4 separate regions of the Mus musculus genome follow, and regions 1, 2 and 4 are each linked to region 3. Evidence: chromatin contacts called from public HiChIP or PLAC-seq and promoter capture Hi-C data. All regions are on one chromosome and are shown on one strand. The core of a region is the stretch at or near the end of the contact, and the rest is flanking DNA. Distances in the headings are between cores, read along the strand shown. Region 1 holds the start of Nkain1 (Na+/K+ transporting ATPase interacting 1). Region 2 holds the start of Ldc1 (leucine decarboxylase 1). Region 3 holds the start of Tmem39b (transmembrane protein 39b). Region 4 holds the start of Serinc2 (serine incorporator 2).

What was found. Promoter capture Hi-C pulls out the DNA fragments that hold promoters and counts their contacts. HiChIP or PLAC-seq counts read pairs in DNA pulled down with a chosen protein or histone mark.
Region 1: a promoter capture Hi-C map of second pharyngeal arch cranial neural crest shows a contact between it and region 3. The contact joins the promoter of Nkain1 here to the promoter of Tmem39b in region 3. A contact is called at or near these places in 6 of 39 promoter capture datasets (the 3T3-L1 cell line, cranial neural crest, frontonasal cranial neural crest and 3 more).
Region 2: a contact with region 3 is called in a promoter capture Hi-C map of hippocampal neurons, with 2.8 times the contacts expected there. The contact joins the promoter of Ldc1 here to the promoter of Tmem39b in region 3. A contact is called at or near these places in 2 of 39 promoter capture datasets (the 3T3-L1 cell line and hippocampal neurons) and 1 of 115 datasets of contacts at active chromatin or transcription factors (bone marrow-derived macrophages).
Region 4: an H3K4me3 HiChIP or PLAC-seq map of embryonic forebrain shows a contact between it and region 3, with 2.9 times the contacts expected there. The contact joins the promoter of Serinc2 here to the promoter of Tmem39b in region 3. A contact is called at or near these places in 9 of 39 promoter capture datasets (the 3T3-L1 cell line, 3T3-L1-derived adipocytes, cranial neural crest and 4 more), 3 of 115 datasets of contacts at active chromatin or transcription factors (embryonic forebrain, embryonic hindbrain and forebrain) and 1 of 9 other capture datasets (embryonic stem cells).

The regions. Positions count from the first base shown.
Region 1 is chr4:130,572,782-130,576,286 of GRCm38.p6, forward strand. Nkain1 (Na+/K+ transporting ATPase interacting 1) reads right to left here and starts at 1,255. Exons shown (of 7, transcript NM_025998.4): 1 at 1,048-1,255. The coding sequence starts at 1,101.
Region 2 is chr4:130,220,055-130,223,625 of GRCm38.p6, forward strand. Ldc1 (leucine decarboxylase 1) reads right to left here and starts at 2,241. Exons shown (of 10, transcript NM_001034872.2): 1 at 2,110-2,241; 2 at 1,562-1,737; 3 at 257-430. The coding sequence starts at 1,699.
Region 3 is chr4:129,695,159-129,698,421 of GRCm38.p6, forward strand. Tmem39b (transmembrane protein 39b) reads right to left here and starts at 1,687. Exons shown (of 9, transcript NM_199305.2): 1 at 1,557-1,687. The coding sequence starts at 1,560.
Region 4 is chr4:130,274,189-130,277,313 of GRCm38.p6, forward strand. Serinc2 (serine incorporator 2) reads right to left here and starts at 1,398. Exons shown (of 10, transcript NM_172702.3): 1 at 1,270-1,398. The coding sequence starts at 1,308. Gm34957 (a long non-coding RNA gene) reads left to right here. Exons shown (of 2, transcript XR_376686.3): 1 at 1-1,746.

The DNA of each region.
Region 1 (3,505 bases), core at 5-2,504, 880 kb after region 3:
CCTGTGGGGAGGAGCAGGTGCTGGCCGGAAGGCAGATCCAGACCACGGGACCCATAGGAATGAGGCCCCAGGCTCCTCCACAGACCCGATGCTATCAGCAGTTCCTACACAACAGTGTCTTGAGTAGAAGCATAACACAGTTCCAAGGGAGGCAGGAGACCCCCGTCTCTTCTCTATCACCCTCCCAATACATAGGCAAGGACCTCAGCTACTCTTAGCCTCCGGATTCACTCTGTTGCCCTCCAGTTAAAGACCTCATTTTCCCCCAAACTGGGGCCAGCACAGAGCCCCGAGATGCTCTGATTCTTCCCAAGACACTCAAGTGTCCTCATCCAATGGGACCAGGGAACTCTTTACCTGACCCCACCTCACCCGCTGCTGATAGAACAGATGGCTCATGGGACGCTGGAGGACTCGGTGGTCAGACTAAAGAGAACCACAGAGTGAGTCCGGTGCCTGCCAGGTTAGGCTGGCCCGTGATACATCAATTCCTGATCACCCCCCTCAAGGAGGTAGTTCTCCATCCCTGGCCACCCAGTCAGGAGGGTGCTGGGAGGCAGGAAAGCAGCACAAAGGACGGCCGAGGGTTCTCAAAGAGTCTCAGGTCCCACCACCCAAACAAGAAGCAGAAATGGCCAGAGATCTAAAAACATTCCAGAGACATAATACAGGAGCAGAAAGAGACTTTGTGAGAAACGCTCACAGGGGCGGAGCCCAGAGGGATGAGGTACCCACGGAATCAGCGATCTGGAGGGGAACATTCGGGCAGGGACCTCTCCGAGTACACAGACCAGCCTCGGACACACCCCCAGCCCCAAGGGAGCCACAGTCCTGGGGCGCAGCCCCCCAGCGGGAGCCCACGCACCCATTGCGAACCGACGCGTGCAACCCGGGAGCGTTGGACCGTGCGCGCGAGCGCGGGGCTGAGGCGAGGAGCGCACACAAAGGGACAAGCCGGCCCGCGCGGGGCAGACTCCGCCCGGCCACCCCGCACCCCGGGTGGCGCCCACGCACCGCCGCCGCCCCACCCCGCTCCGCGCGGCTCACCAGCTGCAGGCAGCAGAAGGCGACCAGCGTGCAGCGGCCGCTGCACTTGCCCATGGCTCCTCCTCGCGCCGCGCGGGGCCGCGTCGTCTCGATGGCGCCCCGGGGCGGTGGGGCCGGCGACTAGGGCCGGGTCTCCAGAGCCGCGGCCGGCCGGCCGCACCCCAAGTGCATGGTGCGCCCGGTCCGCGCGGGCTCCGCCGCGCCTCCTTTGTCTGCGGCCGGCCGTCGGCACACCTCCCGCCCGCGGCGCCGGCCAGCGCGCAGCGGCCCCCGCAGGCACCGAGCGCGGCGCGGTGCAGCACTGCCCAGCTGGGGCAGCCGCCCGGGCGCTCGGCAGCCGCCGCTTCCCGGCCCACCACGTGGCTCGGCCGCCACCCCGGAGGGAGGCGAGGGAGGGGCGGAAGAGCGAGGGGGCGGGGGAGGGGAGGGGCGTGGAGCGAAGTGGAAGAGTGCGGGTCCTGCGCGCTGGCAGCTCTGGGTCGCGTCCAGACTGCTGTTCCTTAGCCGTGTCACCTTGGGCAGATCACATTACCTCTCTGGACCACCCCCGCCCAGGGGCCTCAGGGGCAAAGTAGGAAAAAAGTCTCTTGGATGCAGTCCTGTAAACCCAACAGTAGCCCTTAGCTTGGCCAGCTGAGGGAGTTGGAGCCACCCTACCCTGGAGTTCCAACTTTGCCCTTTATTTTCATTTGAGTTTTCAGCCCAGCTCGCCAGCCCTCCTGGTTTCCCGGCCACATTTTCTTCTTTCTGTCTTTCCTTCAGAACCTGGTATATCTTGGGTTTATGAAAGCCAGAGTGCGCTTGAAGCGGTCTTCCGTTCTCTTGACTCTTCATAGCTCAGGGACCGGAATAGTCCGGTCCCCAGTTTGGCTTCTCAGAGATCCTCCTGCTTCAGCCTCCCAAATTCCAGATAAACGCGTTTTAAAACACGCAAGACAAGTGGATAGAAAAGCCCTGGATTTGATCCTAGTACTCTCAACAGTGACAAAACAAAAGGCCCCCCAGGTATTCCCAGAATCAACCATCGCACACTAAACACACACACAAGCACATGCACACACGCACACACCACCAAAAAGCAACTGGGATAACAGTGGGGACTCTTCTCAGCCACTGTTAGGGAATGGCAGCTGTGTCCAGCCAGTTTCCATGATTAGCTAGGCTTCCTGGAGTCTGTCCCAGACTCTATACCCAGAGCATAACTTTACGTGGGGACTGGGACCCAGCTTTTATCAAAGTCTCCAAAGAGTCCTGTTTCCCACAAAGGAAGCGCCAGCCCGGTCCCCACTGGATCCCCTGGAGGCTTCGGGTGAGCCCATGTCAGTTCTCTCTTCCATGCTGACAGTGTGCTCAGAAGCCCTCACCGACCCAAGCACTGGACACATGATGCCTCTCTCCTTACAGTGACTGGGTTCTGCTAGGCTCTGACCAGCTCTGCCAGGCTCTTGAATGTCCCAAATGCCACAGACCCAAGGCCTGGCCACCTCACTCCAAGTCTGAGCTACCCTCTGTCCAAGGTCATTTATTTCAATCCTGCCCTACTAAATCCCAGGCTTCCACGCCCTCTGGCCCCTCTCTGCTTTTAGGTTTGTTCTTTATTTATTTATGTTGTATGTCTGTGTTTAGGTTGACACATGCTAGAGCACCCTGTGGCTCTCAGAGGACCATGAGTAGGAGTTAGCTTCCTCTATGTGGGTCCCAGTGATCAAACTCAGGTCTTCAAACTCAGTAGCAAGTGTCTTCACAAAAAGCCATCTCTGAGTCCCAAGGTTGTTCTGCTCTGAGATCCTTATGTGCAGTGCAGTGGACGCTGTTTCATCTTTAGTGTTTTAGTTGAGGCCTCACTCCTTGACCCTTGGTCACCCAGGGAAATCCCCTCTCTGGCTCATTCCAGCCTTCGATACCTCCATGATAGCTCATTCTAGAACCTTCTTAGCTTCCTGTGAGCAGTATGAGGACTCGGTTTGGTGATTTACCTTGGCTTCCCCAGGCCTTGGATCACAGCAGGACTCTTTGGCTGTGAGCAGACTGGGGTAGCATGCATGTTATACACCCTGTGTCTTAATTTGGGTTACTATTTCTAGAATAAAACACAATGACCAAAAGCAAGTTGAGGAAGAAAATGTTTATTAGTTTATGGTTCTGATCCATAATCCATCACTGAAGGAAGTCAGGACAGGAACTCAAACAGGATGATGCAGAGGCCATGGAGGAGTCTGCTCACTGGCTTGCTCCCCATGGCTTGCTCAGCCTGCTTTCTTACAGAACCCAGGACTATCAGCCCAGGGATGGTCTCACTTGGAATGGACTGGACCTTCCCATATCAATCACTAATTAAGAAAGTATTCAGCAGGCTGCCTACAGCCCAGTCTTATGGAGGCATTTTCTCATTTGTGGTTCCCTCCTCTCAAATGGCTCTAGCCTGGGTCAAGTTGACATAAAAGTAGCCAGCCACATG
Region 2 (3,571 bases), core at 991-3,490, 530 kb after region 3:
TGAGAAACTGTGTCTGGGAGATCAGAAGTTCATCTTCGGCTACAGAGTGAATTCTAACCTAGCCTGGACTACGTTAGCCTCAGTCTTAGAACAAACGAAAACCAACAGCAGCAACAACAAAGTCTCAAGTCCTCAACACACCCGGTACCATCTTGGGGGCCAGAGTGCCCCCTTCCTGAACTCCTGACCATCGGCAATATTTCTCCAGAAAGTGACAGGCCGTGGAGAGGTGATTGGCAAGCTAGCACAGGCTCACCTGGCTGGCACAGTCAAAGCCGGTGCCCAGGGCAGCCAAGACGAGCAGCACCCAGGGGTTGCTGTTACACTTGACTGCATAGAAGGGCTGGACTCTGGGCAGGGCCTGGAGGAAGGTCCGATGGCGGCTGACCAGCACATCCAGGTCAGCCACCATGAAGGCATCTTGGCGGCCCTGTTAGGCAAGGACAAGAGAGGGAGATGGGGGATGGGTTAGGTCCTCAGGGCCTCTCCACTTTATGACGAAATCATTACTCTTCCTCTGACTTTCTTTTCCTTTCTTGGCAATTCACTTTGTTGTTTGTTTGTTTGTTTGTTTGTTTGTTTAGATGAGCTCTTACTATTATAGCCTAGGCTTCTGCTGTTGTCTCCTTGGTGCTGGAATTACAAGTGTATACCACCACATCTAACTTGTTTCTTCTTTTTTAGGGCCAGGGAAAACAGGCTCAAGGACACACAGCAAGAATATAACAAAGAGAAGATTTGATTTTCTTTTTTCATTTTTATCTTTCTCTTTCTTTCTTCCTTTCTTCCTTTCTTTCTTTCTTTCTTTCTTTCTTTCTTTCTTTCTTTCTTTCTTTCTTTCTTTCCTTCTTTCTTTCTTTCTTTCTTTCTTTCTTTCTTTCTTTCTTTCTTTCTTCCTTCCTTTCCCTTCCTTCCTTCCTTTCTTCCTTTCTTCCTTCTCTCTCTCTCTCTCTCTTTCATTCTTTTCTTTCTTTCTTTTTGTTGTTGTTGTTTTGTTTTGAGACAGGGTTTCTCTGTATAGCCCTGGCTGTCCTGGAGCTCACTTTGTAGACCAGGCTGGCCTCGAACTCAGAAATCCACCTGCCTCTGCCTCCCGAGTGCTGGGATTAAAGGTGTGCGCCACCACACCCGGCGTTGTTTTGTTTTGAGACAGGGTCTCTCTATGTAGCCCTAGCTGTCCTGGAACTTGCTATGTAGACCAGACTGACTTTGAATGTACAGAGATCCACCTGCCTCTGTCTCCTGAGTGCTGGGATTAAAGGAATGCAAGGAAATCGTGTGTGGCAAAGAAAGGATTAGAGCTTTGATCTTTTCACATCTTGAAACAGAGGTGCAGGAAGGCAGCCATCCGTACAGCAAAGCTGGAGGCAGATGACTTCAGCCCCAGATGATGGCTTGGTTGAGGGTGAAACCCTGAGTGTCAGGGAAGCAGAGCTACAAGAACAGCAGAACTCACCCAGCCCTGGGAAAGCCAGGTCTGATGGCCTCCCAATCTGAAACAGGAAACAGGCAGCAGTAATGACCAGTAATGGAAGAGGTGGGAATTACCCTCCCTCCTTACCGAGATGGACAACTCCTTGATCTTCTTCAAGACCAGCTGCCAGGCAGATGCCCCTGGCCCCAAGGTGATGGGCTCTGATGGCCTCAGGTGTTCTGCAACTCCCAGCAGATCCTTCTTGACCTCAGAGGGGGTGTTCATCCTTGAGACTCTAGTTGAGGTGTCTGTTGGGCACAGTCCTGGCACCATAGAAAGGACAGCTCTGTGGACCCAGTCTTTTCCTCCTGTCCCTCCCATAGCTAGGACAGCCAAGTCACTGAAGCCTGGGTCCCATTAAGTCCCATGAACTCCACCTAGTCCTACTGATCTTTTCAAGCTTTATAGTAGACCGCTGATAGCACGTGGCCTGAGCCACTGATGGCAGATGACAAGCAAGCCACAGCAACCATTCCCTCAGAAGAGAGTGTGTGACTCTCCTCCAGGCCCCTTCCCACACCCTCCCACTCAAGATGAGAAATGGAGATGCAATAGAATGGCAGAATCCAACTCTAGATCAGTCACAAGAGATTAGAAGTGAGACCTATGTCCAACACGGAAAGAAAGGGACTTGCCTCAGGTTGAGTAGTTGGTGGCACCTGGGGTTCCCTGGAACAGCCAGAGAACCCTCAGACTAAAGTGGGGTCCCCAGCAGCCACAGGGCTTCTTGTGGGCCTGTGTACTGGAGACTTTCCACAGAGATCTCTGGCCCAGCCGGGTACGAGGGTTCAGGCAAAGAGGAGAGAATGCAAGCAGAAAGGAGGAGTTGTCTCTGTTGCCTCCACTGCTGTAGCTGGCTCCACCTCTGTCTCCACCGTTGCTCTCTCAGTTACTCCAGTTAATCCCTTACTCAGTTACTCAGTTACTCAGTTACTCTGGCCCTAAATCGGATTAAAGAGATTAAAGGGGTGGAATTAAAGGAATGCACAGAAATCATGTCTGGCAAAGAAAGGATTAGAACTCTGGTATTTTTATGTCTTAAAACAGAGGTGCAGGAAGGCAGCCATCCATACAGCAAAGCTGGAGGCAGATGACTTCAGCCCCAGATGATGGCTTGGTTGAGGGTGAAACCCTGAGTGTCAGGGAAGCAGAGCTACAAGAACAGCAGAACTCACCCAGAAGAGGCCCTGGGAAAGCCAGGTCTGATGGCCTCCCAATCTGAAACAGAAAGCCTTCTTGGGTACCAGTAATGACCAGTAATAGAAGGGGTGGGAATTACCCTCCCTCTTTACCAAGATTGACAACTCTTGTTCAAGACCAGCTGCTGGGCCCCAAGGTGATGAGCTGGGCCAAGGAGAGGCTGACTAGCCAGTGAGGAGTGCAGGGGAGCTTCAGGTGATGCTTCGAGAGCAGACTTCTTCCCAAGCGGCAGTGTTACAGCTCTTATGACAGAAGCTCTCAGATGATGGAGTAGTTCTCACACCTTTATTCCTCCTAGATAGGGTTCTTATATACAGTTGTGGGGTGGGTCAGGGTCTGACAGCAGGTTCTTCTCATTGGCTTGGCCTGAGAGCTGCATGTGGGAGGGCTTGGTGCTGCTCCTACATGACTGATGGCCACAGACCTCTCCGAGGCAGAGGGGTGGGGGTAGGGGGTATGGGGGGAGGGGGGTGGCTATGAGAGGCTGTAGCTACGTGACAGGAGACAGGAGCCTAAGGGGTGTGGCCAAAAGTCTGCCTTTCCTTGCAGGCACAGTCACCTGCTGGGTCACCCGGGTTTTAAGCCTGAGCTCAACCAGGGACCAGGCTGCCTATCACAGCTCACCACCCCACAGCTTCTGGTCTATAGTAGGGACTGTGTTCATGACCCTTTTCCACATGACTCATCCTATGGCCATCATGACCTACTTTCTCTTTTTCAGAGAGCCCAGACGATGTTGCTATCTGGGTTTTAGGGCAATATTTTTGAGGAAATCCAGTCCCAACAAGATCTCAGGGTACAGGAAACCCACCTTCAGCCCCAACCTTCAGGCGGGATCACACCTTCCAAGGTGTGCACTGACAGGTGTTCAGGGTAGATGGGGATGCCTATGGAAAG
Region 3 (3,263 bases), core at 437-2,936:
TTTGCTTACCAAGGTTCTTTCTGAATTCAGAGCTCACTATTTCACTAACTGATTGGCCTCAGGGTTCCAGCTTTGCCTCCCCGGTACTGGGACTGATTACAGGTGGGTTATTGCACCTGCCAGGCTTCTACCTTTTTTTCCCACAATTCACTCTCTGAGATTATCTTTTGTTTTGTTTTGTTTTGTTTTGTTTTGTTTTAAGATAGGGATTCTCTGTGTAACCCTGGCTGTCCTGGAACTCACTCTGTAGACCAGGCTGGCCTCGAACTCAGAAATCTGCCTGCCTCTGCCTCCTGAGTGCTGGGATTAAAGAAGTGCGCCACCACGCCAGGCGTGAATTCACATTTTAAGCGACTAAGTAGCACAGAATAGCCTCAAACTCACAACCCACCTGCCTCAGTCTCCCAAATGCTAGGATGACAGGATGACAGGCATGTGCTACCAGACTGTTATTTTTACTGCCAGTTCCCTTAATCCGGTTCACTGGACCAGTTTGGTAAGATTTTCAGAGCCTGAGTCCTGAGCTGCTCAGCGCTGGTATTTGCTGGATTTTATCTGGATCTGAGTCTCCAGACGCTACAATCTGGTCAGGTTTGAGACAAGTTTTCCCTCCAGGGCCCTGAGATCTAACTCAATGACCCACGGCCTGGCCTTAACGTCAGAATGGCCTTAGAAAGAGCGCTGTGGTTGGGAATCTCAAACTTAAGATTTTACAAAACTATATTCCCTAAGCTTAGTAGTCTAGCCTAAGATCCTAGGCAGCATCCTGCACTTAGCTCCCAAACCCTTAATCGAAGTTATAACTTCCTCAACTTCCTCACAGCAACACAGTAGCCTCCATTCATACACACGGTGCCCAAGCTTTCCTATCTCTGAAGGTTTTCTGACAGCTCTTCACAATATGCATGTCCAGAAAGCTGACTTCAAGCCCCAAACCGGAAGCTTTGTTCACACGCTGTTATATTTGGTTTGGTTTAGAACCCCCCCCCCCAACACACACCCTCAGCCCAGGAACTCTGCCCACACCCACTATCTTTTAGAAGCTCGGCACCCACATAAAGCCCCTAGCCCAGAAACCCCGCCCACACACAACTGTCAACCCCAAGACCCCGCCCACAAGCCGGGCAATGCTCTCTAGGACTGGAAGCTTGAATCGGAATGGACTCCCTTGGTGGGCTAGGTGTCCCTGCGGCCCCACCGCTCTCAGTGTAAACCCCTATAGTCCAGAAAATTCTCTCCCCCACCGGCAATCACAAAAGGCGAACCCTAAGCTCTCAGCCCCTCCCACCAGAGTGCCCGGCCCCCATCTGCAGACAGGAGAATTGTGTGCCCCAAAGAAAGCCTGAGCCCCTCCGAGCCCCTCTCCCTTTTGGAAGCTCCGCCTACCAAGCGGTGACCCGCCCCCTCAGGACCGGAGGGGCGGGGTCCCGCCTGCGCCGCGTCCCTTCCCCTCCCCCTCCCCCTGCCCGCGACTCCGGTCCGCGTGGGGAGGCAGTTCGCAGCCAGGCTCCCCGCTATCCCGCGACCCCCGAACGAGCCCAGCCAGCTCTGCTCACCCATCTCCTTCCCCCGGCGCTCTCCGCTCACCGCCGCAGCTCCTGCGGGCAATATGTCGGAGGCGACGGCGGCCGAGAGAGGACTAACCGCCGCAGCCCGGGCCGGGTATCAGCCGCACGCTCCCTCCGGCTGCTCAATTTGCATGCTAGGCGGGCTGGGAGTCGGGAGCGCGCTTCTTAAAGGGGCCGTTTGGACAAAAGCTGTGCTAACGCTCTTTGTCTTGCCTTTCCCCACGCCTTTCCCGCAGCTGCTGCTCAAGAGATTCTGGAGCGGGCGAACCCACCTCCCGTGTTTCTTCACCCTGTTCTGACTTAGAGGAGGACACCAGAGCGGCCTTTTGCCTCTAGTGAAGTCCTGTTTTTGTACAACACAGTCACCTCATACTCAGCGAGTCCCAAACTGGGCTTTCAGAACTCTTAGGCTTTAGTGTGCTTTGGCCCACCCCAGTCAAAATCTACGAGTCACTTCCCCTTTCCTCCAAAACTCTATATCCAATTTTTGGCCTCATCTTGATGACCCTAAACTCTATCCATTTCTCATGTTTGATTCTCATGTTCTCCACTGTTGATTTCACTGCCACCACCTTAGCTAAGAACCTGTGCCTGCCATTTTCAAATTTCGAAATAGTGTTAATGGGTATTAATAATAACCGCCTATTAGGGTTCTTAACATTTTAGAATTTGGTGTGCCGGAGAGAGGGAGGGATGCGCAGAGCAGTGGACTTGGGAAGACAACTGGTAGTAGTACTGGTTCTTCTACCATGTAGCCTAACACGTAGGCTATCGGGCTTGGCTACAAGAACCTTTACTTGCTGAGATATCTCGCCAGCCCTTTGATTTTGGTTTTTAAGACAGAGCCTCTGGTAGCCTGGGCTGTCCTTGAATTTGCTATGGATTAGAGGATGTCCTTGAATTTCTGATCCTGCTTCATAGTGTCGGAATTATTACTCTCACTATGACAGATTTATTCAGGGATGGAAATCAAACCTAATGCAAGCACAAATTATCTTGTAGGCATGGAAGATTAAATGAGACAATCCATGTAGTACCTGTTTTAATCAGTGTTAGCCATCATGTTTGGCAAACACTTAACAGAGGAAGCAAGTAGCTACTGTTATTGTTAGTGTAATTTCTTCCCTTGCAAGACTAATAAGCAGTCTATGGGGGTGAGGGTAGGAGATTAAAATTAGGGCCTCATACAGGCTAGGCAAGTGTTCTATCATTCAGTTATATTCTCAGCCTCATAAGCAATCTTTATATTATTGTTAAGTTTTTTTTTAATTTTATGTGAGTACACTGTAGCTGTAAAGATGGTTGTGAGCCTTCAAGTGGTTGTTGGGAATTGAATTTTTAGGACCTGTGCTCGCACCAGTCAACCCCCCTCACTGGGGCCCAAAGATTTATTATTATATATAAGTACACTGTAGCTGACTTCAGACACACCAGGAGAGGGCGTCAGATCTCATTACAGGTGGTTGTGAGCCACATGTGGTTGCTAGGATTTGAACTCAAGACCTTCAGAAGAGCAGTAAGTGCTCTTACCCACTGAGCCATCAAGCCAGCCCTGCTGTTGTTTTGTTTGACAAGTTTTCACTGTGTAGCCCTGGCTGTCCTGAAACTCACTTTGTAAACTAGGCTGGCCTCGAAAGGAGAGACCCACCAGCCTCTAACTCCCAAGTGCTAGGATTAAATGCGAGCACCACGACC
Region 4 (3,125 bases), core at 148-2,647, 580 kb after region 3:
CTGTTCAAGCTTCTCTCTCTCTCCCTCTCTCCCTCTACCCGTCTCTCCCTCTCCCCCCCCCCCCCACTTCAGTGGAAAGAGAGGCCCAAGAGAGGACAAGAGCTGTGTCCAGGGACCCACGCCACTGCCTCCCCAGACTGAGCTCACTCTCAGAAAATGGCTACAAAGAAAACCTCTAGATGCGCAGCTCTCTCCTGGGCACCCGCTCCTAACACGCACACAAATCAGGGACAAAGGATGCAAGTCCTGAACGAACCTTCCTACAGCAGCCAGCCGCGGGAGCCCTCTCCGCCCCTCTTTGTGTGGGGCCAGAAGGGGAGGGAGCTGTCTGAAAGAGCCTCAGATTTAATGAGGGGAAGAAGGAAAAGAAAGGGGGCTGGGGAAGTGGGGGCCTCCCGGCCGGTTATGGCCGGCCGGGTCCCCTCCCCTGTGCTGGTTGCTGCCCCAAAACAGAGCTGGCCTCCCGCCTGGTCCCCAACAGTGGCGACCAGGTGGACACACGCAACCTCCCTCAATTTCTGGATCTTTCCAAATCCAAAGTTTGGCACAGGTAGTCAGTGACAACCGACACCAACCTCGCTCAAGAGCGGGATGGGGGGGGGGGGGCTCCTGCCCACCCTTCTTACCCAACCCCCATCTCCTTTCCAGCTCGAGCTGGAGGGAAAGGGTCCAGCGCTTGCAGGGGGGGTGCCCTAGAGTGAGCGGGCCAGACTGCGCGCCGAAAGAGGATGCAGACGGAGCTGGTTACGACGACGTTCAGACAGACAGACAGTGCCCGAATCCTAGAGAAGTGAACGGGACAAACACAAAAGAACAGACTAAGCCAGGCGACAGGGGCAGACAGAATGACAGACGCTCTGCCAGAAAGACAGTAAGCTCAGCGGGGCCGGGACCCTACCAGTTACACAAAGAGTCCCGCGCCCTGGAGAGAGACGCGCCACGCAACCTGGGGGTGCTCTGAGCTGGGGAGCGCGCAATGGCCGCGGGGCTCCCCGCACCCGCTGCCGGCCTCAGTATCCCGGTTCTCGGAGTGACGGCGCCAAAGGCGCCCGGCCGCGCCCCACCCCTCCCCCGCGGTCACCCGAGCCGCGACACCAGCTGTCCAGCGCACCGCGGCCGAAGCGGAGCAGCTGGGGGATGAGGATAAGAAGGGCATCGGTGGGGCCTCTGAAAGGCAAGTTTGGAGGAAGCAAAAAGAAGAAAGTACTTGGAGGAAGAAGGTAGAGAAAAAGTGAGCGGGGCCGCGGCAGGGACGAGGTGGGCACTCACGCAGCTGAGCAGGGAGCAGGCCCCGAGACAGGCCCCCATGGCGGTGAGGGGCGCGGGGCTCGGGGCACCGGCCTCGGATCCCGGATCCGGTGGGACTCCAGGCGCTTGGCTGGCCCCACCCCAAACCCATCCCCGCCCCAGCCCCGCCCCACCTGCCGAAGCCGCTCGTCACTTTCCGGCGACGCTCGGGGCCTCCTAGGACTCACCTGGGACAGGTACTGGCGCCAGACATTTCCTAAAGAGGTTGAGATGGGGAAAGTCCAGCAACGACAGGGGCACAGCCCAACTCAACTCTGAGCTAGGATTGTCTGCTGAACCAAAGCGAGGATTTGGAAATACATCTGGATTTGAACTTCATAGGAGCCATTGTGTGACCGACCCCAAATACTGTCATTGTTAGAGGAAGTAAGAGGTGGTCTTCCCTGATGCCCTTGGATCTTGGCGGAAAACCTCGGCCCAATCTATGGGTGCTCAATGGTAAATTACTAGGCAAGGGGGTGGGGGGATGGTAATGTAGCTGAGTCGGTAGAGTGTTTCCAGAGAATTCATGAAGTCCTAGGTTTGATCCACATAAAACTGGGCATGGTGGCTCTCGCCTGTAACCCAGCACTCAGGAGGCAGGAATCACAAATTCAAAATTATCTTTGGCTGCATAGCCAGATCTAGGTCAGCCTGGGTTACATGGGATCCTGCCTACGGAAAGAAAGAAGAGAAGGACAGACAGAGGGAGGATAAGGGAGGCTACTTTGCTTCTCTGAGTCTCAGTTTCCCCTATTGAAACTAAAGGTGCTAACCTCATGGGGCTGTTAGAACACACAGCAACTGCTCCATGAATAAAAGCCTGTGTCATTCCCATCCCTGTTAAGGCCCCAGATTCGTACTTGTTTAGACCCTCTCCTCTCCATCCACCTTGTCTTCAAACTCTGGACCTGTCTTGGATCACACACACACACACACACACACACACACACACACACACACGAGAGAGAGAGAGAGAGAGAGAGAGAGAGAGAGAGAGAGAGAGAGAAACACAGATAGATATACAGAGAGAGAGAGACAAATACACACACACACACACACACACACACACACTGCTCAGCACTCCACACACACACATATACACATAAGAGAGACAGACAGACAGACAGAGATACACACAGGCACACACACTCACTGCTCAGCACTGCACACAGAGAGACAGAGACAGAGGCAGATAGACATACACACAGAAAGAGACACATACACACAGAGAGAGACACATACAGAGACACACACACACACACTCTGTTCAGCACTCCTCACTCCCTATCTGTGTACAGCCATGACCTCCTAGCTAAGGAGGTCACTGGGTGAGAGGGCATCCTGGCAGGTCATCCCCAGGATCGGGTGTGAGGCGCAGCAGCAGAGTTCTGTAATTATGGTAGCTCACCCCAGCCTTCTCCCCCACCAACTCTAGACCAGATAATGTTAGGGAAGGAAGTCCATAGGTTTGGCTGGCCGCAGGGGCCAAAGATCCGGCCTAACTGCTTCCCCGAGTGATTCATACAGCACCTGGCTGAGCTGGTAATTGTGCCAGGGCTGTTCCGCAAATACCCTGCACTTTCCCTCCTCCACACGTCAGCCCACCTGGTGCCTTCCTCCTGAAAGTCCTTCTCCTTGTCCACCTGTGGTGCCTTCAAAGCTTTGCCCACATCCCACATCTTCTAGATGAAGAGAACCAGATCCTCCAGCCCAGGACCCAGCCTGACTGGAAATGAACCTCGGCCCACTTCCCTGGCACATCTACAACAGCAGACCTCACATATAATTCAACTTAGTGGAGCGCAAGCAAGAGCCCCACACTCTTTCATGGCACC